2 separate regions of the Hordeum vulgare genome follow, and region 1 is linked to region 2. A link is a contact called in public Hi-C data. All regions are on one chromosome and are shown on one strand. The core of a region is the stretch at or near the end of the contact, and the rest is flanking DNA. Distances in the headings are between cores, read along the strand shown. Region 1 holds the start of LOC123424905 (condensin complex subunit 1). Region 2 holds the start of LOC123424901 (protein HIGH CHLOROPHYLL FLUORESCENCE PHENOTYPE 173, chloroplastic).

Region 1 (3,760 bases), core at 1,237-3,736, 280 kb before region 2:
GCAAAAGATAGATATCGTTCATCAGCACCGCCTGGACCAAAAAGTAGCGTAAGATCAGCTTCAAGAGAATTAGCGACCAGATTCATGATCCGTCCTCTTTGCGCTTCCCAATTCCAAGCATAAACAGGATTCTTCTTCCGACCATGTGCTGCCACCTAAATCCAAATGGCAGATGAATCTATTTAAATATAAAAATGTATAAAAACCTGAAGAATCATATGCTTTGGACAAGTATTACCTTTGCCCCAGTGCCACTATCAGCTGAAGATTCCTGAGCGAGGACAATGGAGAGGAGGAAAAAGGAATAGATCTTCAGGGCATTGCGGTGAGATGCAATGCGGTCAGCGATAGGGATCCCATCAGAGGGGGATGACATGGAAGCTCGTGAAAGGGAGTGAATGTTGGGTAGAAGAACGCTGAGGTTGGAGCGCAAGGCCTCAACAAGGTTGAACTTAAGCGCTGGGGGCAAGAAAGTGAAGTCACGCACAAGAGAGTATATGTTATTAAACACATCCTGCTCCTCGATGCAGAAAAGTTCCTTGTCAGACAGATCAAATGATGTGCCTTTAATTTTAGTCAAACCAAAAGAAAGCGTTAGTTAATAATATTGAAAAAAATAGATGCACACACATGTTGACAAAATAAATAACTACATTCATATTGGACAAAGTAAAATAATCTAAAGAGTTTAAATAGTAGTGCAAATGTTTGCTCAGTAGTTGACATGCTCATTTGATTGTTAGTATGATAAATAAATTCTGAAAACATCTCCGAGGAAAAGAAAGCTAACTGGCTGTACTGGAAGCTCTTGCTAATAGAGTAAGTTTACTTCAACATTAGACACACTGTTTCAGTTGTGATCATATGAACCTGAAAAAACCATCTCATTATTATTTTTGTCCTTTTTTCTTGTATATTTTCACCTTTTAAATATAGTTTCCAGCACGGCATTTTCCATTATGTTTCCTTCAAAAAAGAAGGGACAATACTTCCAGTGTTCCACTACATAAGGTAACCAGTATTTTGCAAAATAAACCCTGGGTGATTCACACAAAACTATATGTGAACTAGCTTATAAAAAAAACAGTTAAAGCACATGCAAGTTGGCAACCTTTTGTATGACAAGACGACTTTTAAAAAACAGGTGGTGTTGGTTTGGAAAGATAAGTGACTTTTCACAAATGGTCAGGACACGTTCTTAGAATTTTAAGTGCGGACTAGTTTTCTGTCCATGTGAGCAAGGATTGAGTCAAAAAATGACTTAAGAACTTAAATGTGATAGTACTCTTTAAGGAACACCAGCAATAAAATCAACTCAAGCAGGGCTTGCCAATCTGGAAGCCCAAAAAACCATGGAGAACAACGGAGATGAAAATCAAAAAAGCATCAGGAATTTGGGGGTGGATGCAACCAATTCATTGTTTAAGTCATTTAGGGAATTTCTGGTCGTAACAATTAATACTACATTTCATAACGATGCCTCCATTTGATATTAATCAACCCATACCAGCAACACACAAAGTTATCTGGTCACTTGAAACTTGAGGGGAAGAAAAGAAAATACTAACTCCTGCGACTGTGGTGGGTAAGTTGAAATCAAGTTAACGGGTATCAGCCATTAGGACTGGAGATCCCTTCTAGAAATGAAAAGCAAGATTACTTAGGTACACTACAGTGCTTGAACTAGCATAACTTTACTTCACTATGTTGCACATTCCAAAAGCAGCACATAAGACTATCAGCTTCCAGAAAATCGAGCAAACACAAAATGTTCGAGAATCAGGAGAAGCATAGGACCAGCCTAAAACGGGTTATAGCTCAGAAGGAGAACGCGGGCCATATCCCAACCAGACACTCAGGTCCTAAGATGGACGGCCATCATAACTCATTTCGAGTTAAGCTTTATTCCCGGAAATGTCAAACAACGGTCAGGAACTCTTATCTCTGAGGATTTGAGCGCTCGGTTAACTGTGTTTTATTACAATTAATTTCTAAGATGGCTTTCGAATTTATGCAACCATCAAAGCTCGCAAAACCCTGTTGCGAACGCTTGCTGAGACTCGAGTGGTAGGGCCCTGGACACTAAATCTACGGGAACTAGGGTTTGCAACCTCGAGCTCTCGAGGCAGATCGGGCAGCGCGGCCGCACCCCCGCGGACCTACGGAACGCTCGATGCCGGCAAAGCTCGGGCCGATGGGCTGTATTCTACGGAGGATTTGGGGAAGCGGGGGGCTGGAGCGGGCAGGTACCTTTGACGAACTCGTCGAGGTCGGCGGCGCGGAGGGCGGTGACGGCGATGGGGGCGTGCGGCCGGAGCGACGGCTCGCCCTCGTCGTCTCCGTCGTCGTCGCGCTCCAGATCCCGCAGGGTCGAGGGGAACACGAAGGGCGGGGCCATCTCGCCGGCGTGGGGAACGGGGGAGAGGCGGAGGCGGAGGCGCGGAGGGTTTGGTTTTGGCTTCGGGCTGGGAATGGGAAGGGGGTGGGGGGAAGAGGATTTCGAAATCGGGGAGCGGGGAGGCGTGAAATTTTGGTGAGGGGGTCGTCGGGTTGGGGGCCCACATGTCACTAGCTGGGTGCCACCGCCCGCCTGTGCTGGAGGTCGGATCGACTTTCTCAATTTTCTGGTGCCCGCTCTCTTACGCGTGGGCCCCAAGGGCAGTGCCGAGTTTGCACTGGTCCTGCCAGCTTTGATGGTTCAATAATAAATTCACACTTTGGGAAAGCACGATAGAAAAATGCATTGAAAATAAAAATATATGTTACGCCTCTTTTTTTTCTGCGAATGATTATATGTTACGATCTCGTGTGTTGCTAACGTACAAATTGTACAAACTAGTTATTTGGATGCTCCATGAGAATTCTGCATGAAATTGTATCCTTATATGCGAGAGGAAGAAAAAAGATGAAGACACATCTTAGATTGAAATTCTAGATTGAAGTGAAAAAGATGAGAAAACACTTGATTTCAACCAGCTGATAACGTGCAGATTTCATCCGCGTGGACAGGATCAAGCTGGCATCAACACCCATCATGTGTCTTCAACCATATCCCGAAGGCCGGCACAGGGGACGATCGCCCCATGCCCCCAAATTCCAGGAGGGCTCTCAGGACGTACGGCAAGCAGCCCAGGCTCCTCTTAAAAAAAAAAAGACTCATGTTATAGCAAGGCTTGAGGCCTATTGTGTGTACGTACAAATAATCTATGTTGGTCCATGTGGGTTATTGGATTATGTAAGACTTGATGCACGTACGATCTCTTGAAAAGAAATGGGTGATCAATCAAATCATCAAATCAGGTCAAAGAGCATGTACCAGTTTCATGCAAGACGTAGGCACACGATGGACGGATGAATTTCGCATCACATCAAACACCCTTGACATCGCATGATCATCGTCTCACATCGTGCTTTCACCTCGCGTCATCACCTACATGCGCGGCAACAGCTAGGAACAAGCGCTAAGAGCGGACGAGTGCTGCTTACAATGGATTAGAAATTGTATATCTATTGATTTTTAAATCCATGACCTACCGTTCAGAGGTAACCTTTCTGGTAGTCCCTAGTTCCTAGTATTATTTTATGTTAATTGAAGTCTGATGTTGAGCGTTGATTTTGATAATTCAATCATTGGATTGGATTAGTGTTTTGGAAACTGCACTATTTTTATTAAATTTGAGATGACACGAGAAGAAAATTTATAATGTTTATGGATTCCATTTCCATCGAACCCAATTTGCTCAGTTTGGATTAATGGTTC
Region 2 (4,037 bases), core at 410-2,909:
TGCCCGTGCGTATGAGTTAGATTGTGTGGTTGGTTGCCTCGAGCATGCATCTGTTTCTAGTAAAACAACGCTGCAAGGCTTTGGGCCTTCTTTCTTTCTTTGGACTGCATCCCGGGTCTGCAGAAAATCCTATACAATTTTAGCGTGTAAAATTTTCCATGCCCGGGTCTCGGCCCTGGGTGCCCGGTGCCCAGCTCTACCGCTGCTCATCGTATTGAGATTTGATTGCACAATGTCGAAGTAGTTGACGGAGAGAATGCAACAACAGGTGGTATGACCGTTGATACGAGCAAGCACACTCGTACCACGCGTCGTCTTCTTTCTTGAAGAGCCAAATGCAACGTTGTTTCTTGTGTGCGTCTCTTTGTAAGAAAGATTTTTATGACGATCAATCAACACATGCTCCACCCAATATAGATATTTTTCATAATGCTTTAAGTCTCCTGGTTCCAGGGATCCTAATGAAAACAAACACTAACAAACAAGCGATCATAATAAAATATAAAAAACTGCATCTACTAGCAAAAACACTAAGTAAAACATGATGCAAAATACACTCGTCAATATTCTTTATACATCTAGATATCCGAGATTTCCTTTCGAGACTGTCCATGTGTGCAACCTGTTTGCTGCTAGCACAACATAATTCGTCAGACTATCGATAAAGCGTTGTTTTTCATCCAGGGCCTCTCGGCCTCGTGCTGGACGATATGATTTCATCCGGGGTCGCCCGATTGTGCACTGTACAAAATCGTTTCATCCAAGGTTGCTTGGCCTAATGCCGGACTGCCTTGTCCCCGGTTTCGTAGTGCGTGGACTACGAGAGTATGAGCAGTGGCGAAGTTTCGTGTAGACCAACAGGGGCCGTGGCCACCCCTTAATTTTTTGCATTCATTGAAGACTATGCTTTATTTTAGGCATAACTAGTGTTTAAACAAGAGATTAGCCCCTCCTTCCGCCTCGTTCTTTATTAATTTTCTTCCCTTTAGCTAATGGCCCCCTCTTGGATTATGCTCAAGCTCCGCCTACGAGGATGGCCACTGCGAGATGACTCCTACAATTAGATTGTCTAGAGATGAAACACTGCGAGATGACTCCTACAATTAGATTGTCTAGAGATGAAACGGATTTCGTCCTCACGGCTTGGCCACGCGTCCGATTGCCCGGCCTAAAAAAGATATGTTGTCATTTTTTATATGAAATTTGGATATTTTCTCATTTTGGATATTTTTTATATTGCTTTGGATGTGTTCTCGTTTTTCTGTCCAAAAGTGAAAGGAAATGCTGTCCAATATTTTCTGATGCAATATTTGTTTCATTCTACGCTTTTCGTTTCAAATATGACCGTTTTGCATTACAATAACCATTTTTAGCAATATGTAGAGCTACCTGTTCCAATTTTTTATTAGTAACATGAAATTCTGCATATTCACAGCACAGGTTTAATTTTGACTTCAAAAGTGAAAGCAAACATTCGCAAAAAGAAAGAAAGTCAAAGAACAAAAACAAAAAACAGAAAAAGGCTACTCCTCGAATAGACGAGCACTGCAGCGCGCCAGCTCAGCCCGAGGCTCGCACAGCGGCTCGTGGCACTGATCAAGACGGCTGGCTCGGGTCGGAAACGGGCGAGCTACTCGTAGGCTGCAGGCCGAGCCACGTGGGCTCACCAGACCACATGATTTTGTGTGGCCGCGGGGGTCTCTCCCGGTCCAACCCCTGCCTCCAGTACCATCGGAATCGCCATCGCCGACGCCGTGCGTGCGATAAAGCACCGGCTGCCCGGCTCCATTCCCTCGCCGCGCCGTCCGTCCAAGAACTGAAGATGAACTGCCCCTCCTCCTCCTCCTCCTGCTGCGGCGTCTCTCCTCCGGTCCTCGCCAGCCCTCGGGTGAGTCAACTCTCCTTCCCTCCTCATCTCCTAACCCGCACAAGCTCTACAAAAGTCGGCCAGGTTTTCCCCTCTGGAACCTCTTCCTGTTCTTGTAGATGGTAGAAAAATCAATTCTTCCTAGTCCCTGAGATCCGGCAAATCTTTTATCACCGCTTCAAATGAAATAGTAATTTTTAGCTCTTCTAGGAGTTATTGTGCACCAAAGGTCCCATGGTCTAGCGGTTAGGACATTGGACTCTGAATCCAGTAACCCGAGTTCAAGTCTCGGTGGGACCTTATTTTTTTGCTCAGCTCAGTAATGCAGTCAATGCTTACTACCGGTACAAGTTACATCACTGTAACGTGTTAGTCATTTTTTTTCGGTCAATATCAGGGGGAATTCGCTGCTGGTTGCTCCACAAGAACAACCCAGAAGGCGCATTTCCTCGGTTCAAGGCAATCCTCTCAGCTGATCTACAGCCCAACATCATCGCGGTTGTCGAGGAGAGCTGTAATCGCCTTGGCCGGAAAGCAGTCTTGGGATATCGGCAGGTTCGCCAAGACTCTATTTTTCTTCAACGGGCCTCCGAATCCTCTCAAGGTCTTGCCACTAACTTGACATTTCCCCCTCTTTTGTTAATAATACTGCAGTGTCTCTGAGCTGGGCTTGTGCTTATGCATTTGTTTGGTTTTAGATTGTGGAGTCCATAATGAGCAGCATCACAGCCTCTGCTCCCACTGAGGCGCCGAAGAAAGCAGAGACTTCTGATGTGGTGCTTGTCACTGGAGCCACCGGCGGTGTCGGACGGAGAGTCGTCGATGTCCTGCGGAAGAAGGGGGTGCCTGTCCGAGTATTGGTATTCCACATTTCCACCTACTTTCTGTTTTGTGAACTACAATATCTATTTTGCCATTTGATTCCATCAGGGAGTGTGTTGCTCCCTGTTCCATTTCATTTTCTCGCTTTCCTTAGAGCTCCGTCTCTCAAATATTTATTTCATTTTTCATTCAGGTTAGAAATGCAGAGAAGGCGAGGACAATGTTGGGGCCAGATGTGGACTTGGTATGTCACTTATTTTAGTTAGATTATGTGCCGTGTTTCGGTGTGGAATATTTCTATCAGTTATGATTAGACGGTTAGTTCAGAGAGATCAAGCAACAATATGAACCATCACAGATAATGACGACCGGCAGTGTTCAATGACATTACATAATATTACCTCCGTCCCAAATTAGTTGTCTTAGATTTGCCTAGATATGGATGTATCTAGACACGTTACAAATCTGAGACAACTAATTCAGGACGGAGGGAGTACTATTTAGTAATGACAATATACCTCATTGTCACATGTTAAAAAACTGTTAGTTCTTTTCGTGGGGCTGAAAAGCTGTTAACTGTTGATAATGAAGCTTGAAGTTGATGCATATATCCAGAATGGATCCTCTGAATTCTCTGCTTATGGCATATATTTTTCTTAATATTACAGTCAATACTTAACCGCGAAGCATCATGTCATCCATATATGAATATCTATTTCAGATTATAGGCGATGTTACAAAGGGAGACACACTCGATCCTAAGTACTTCAAAGGGATCAAGAAAGTAATCAATGCAGTTTCAGTCATAGTAGGTCCAAAGGAAGGTGATACACCGGACAGGCAGAAGTATTCACAAGTAAGTCATCTATTAAATAGATAGAGTCATCCTTCTATGATCATCCATGGGCAGAATTGGACGAACGTAAAGTAAACTGGGCACAAATGCATGTGCACAGAATGACACTTTTGTCTTGTATCCATGCAGGGCATCAAGTTTTTTGAACCCGAGGTACCACCATCAATAGATCTTCTCGTCTCATGTATAATAAGTAACACTTGATTTATGACATCCTTAACCTTCAACATACAGCCTGAATCTTATATTCATTTCCTCTCATTAAAATACATGTTCACCATGTTTGTTTTGCCAATCAGATCAAAGGACCTTCACCTGAAATGGTAGAGTACCTTGGTATGCAAAACTTGATTAATGCTGTAAAGGAAAGTGTTGGGCTGAGCGAAGGGAAACTGCTATTTGGATTCAAAGGTATACCTTGTATTGCTTGATCAAAATGAATTGTCCATTCAAGTCATATTCGTCGTAATCCGGCACTATTGTGTTAGTGGG

Evidence for each region. A called contact is a pair of places that touch in the nucleus more often than the background predicts.
Region 1: a contact with region 2 is called in a Hi-C map of seedling, with 3 times the contacts expected there. The contact joins the promoter of LOC123424905 here to the promoter of LOC123424901 in region 2. A contact is called at or near these places in 1 of 6 Hi-C or Micro-C datasets (seedling) and 1 of 1 datasets of contacts at active chromatin or transcription factors (embryo).

Annotation. Positions count from the first base shown.
Region 1 is chr2H:55,894,430-55,898,189 of MorexV3_pseudomolecules_assembly, reverse strand. It overlaps LOC123424905 (condensin complex subunit 1), which reads right to left and starts at 2,486. Exons shown (of 17, transcript XM_045108597.1): 1 at 2,251-2,486; 2 at 239-564; 3 at 1-155. The coding sequence starts at 2,398.
Region 2 is chr2H:55,616,915-55,620,951 of MorexV3_pseudomolecules_assembly, reverse strand. LOC123424901 (protein HIGH CHLOROPHYLL FLUORESCENCE PHENOTYPE 173, chloroplastic) reads left to right here and starts at 1,659. Exons shown (of 17, transcript XM_045108593.1): 1 at 1,659-1,888; 2 at 2,265-2,471; 3 at 2,566-2,727; 4 at 2,883-2,933; 5 at 3,411-3,545; 6 at 3,675-3,698; 7 at 3,845-3,956. The coding sequence starts at 1,676. TRNAQ-CUG (a tRNA gene) reads left to right here and starts at 2,096; the gene lies at 2,096-2,167.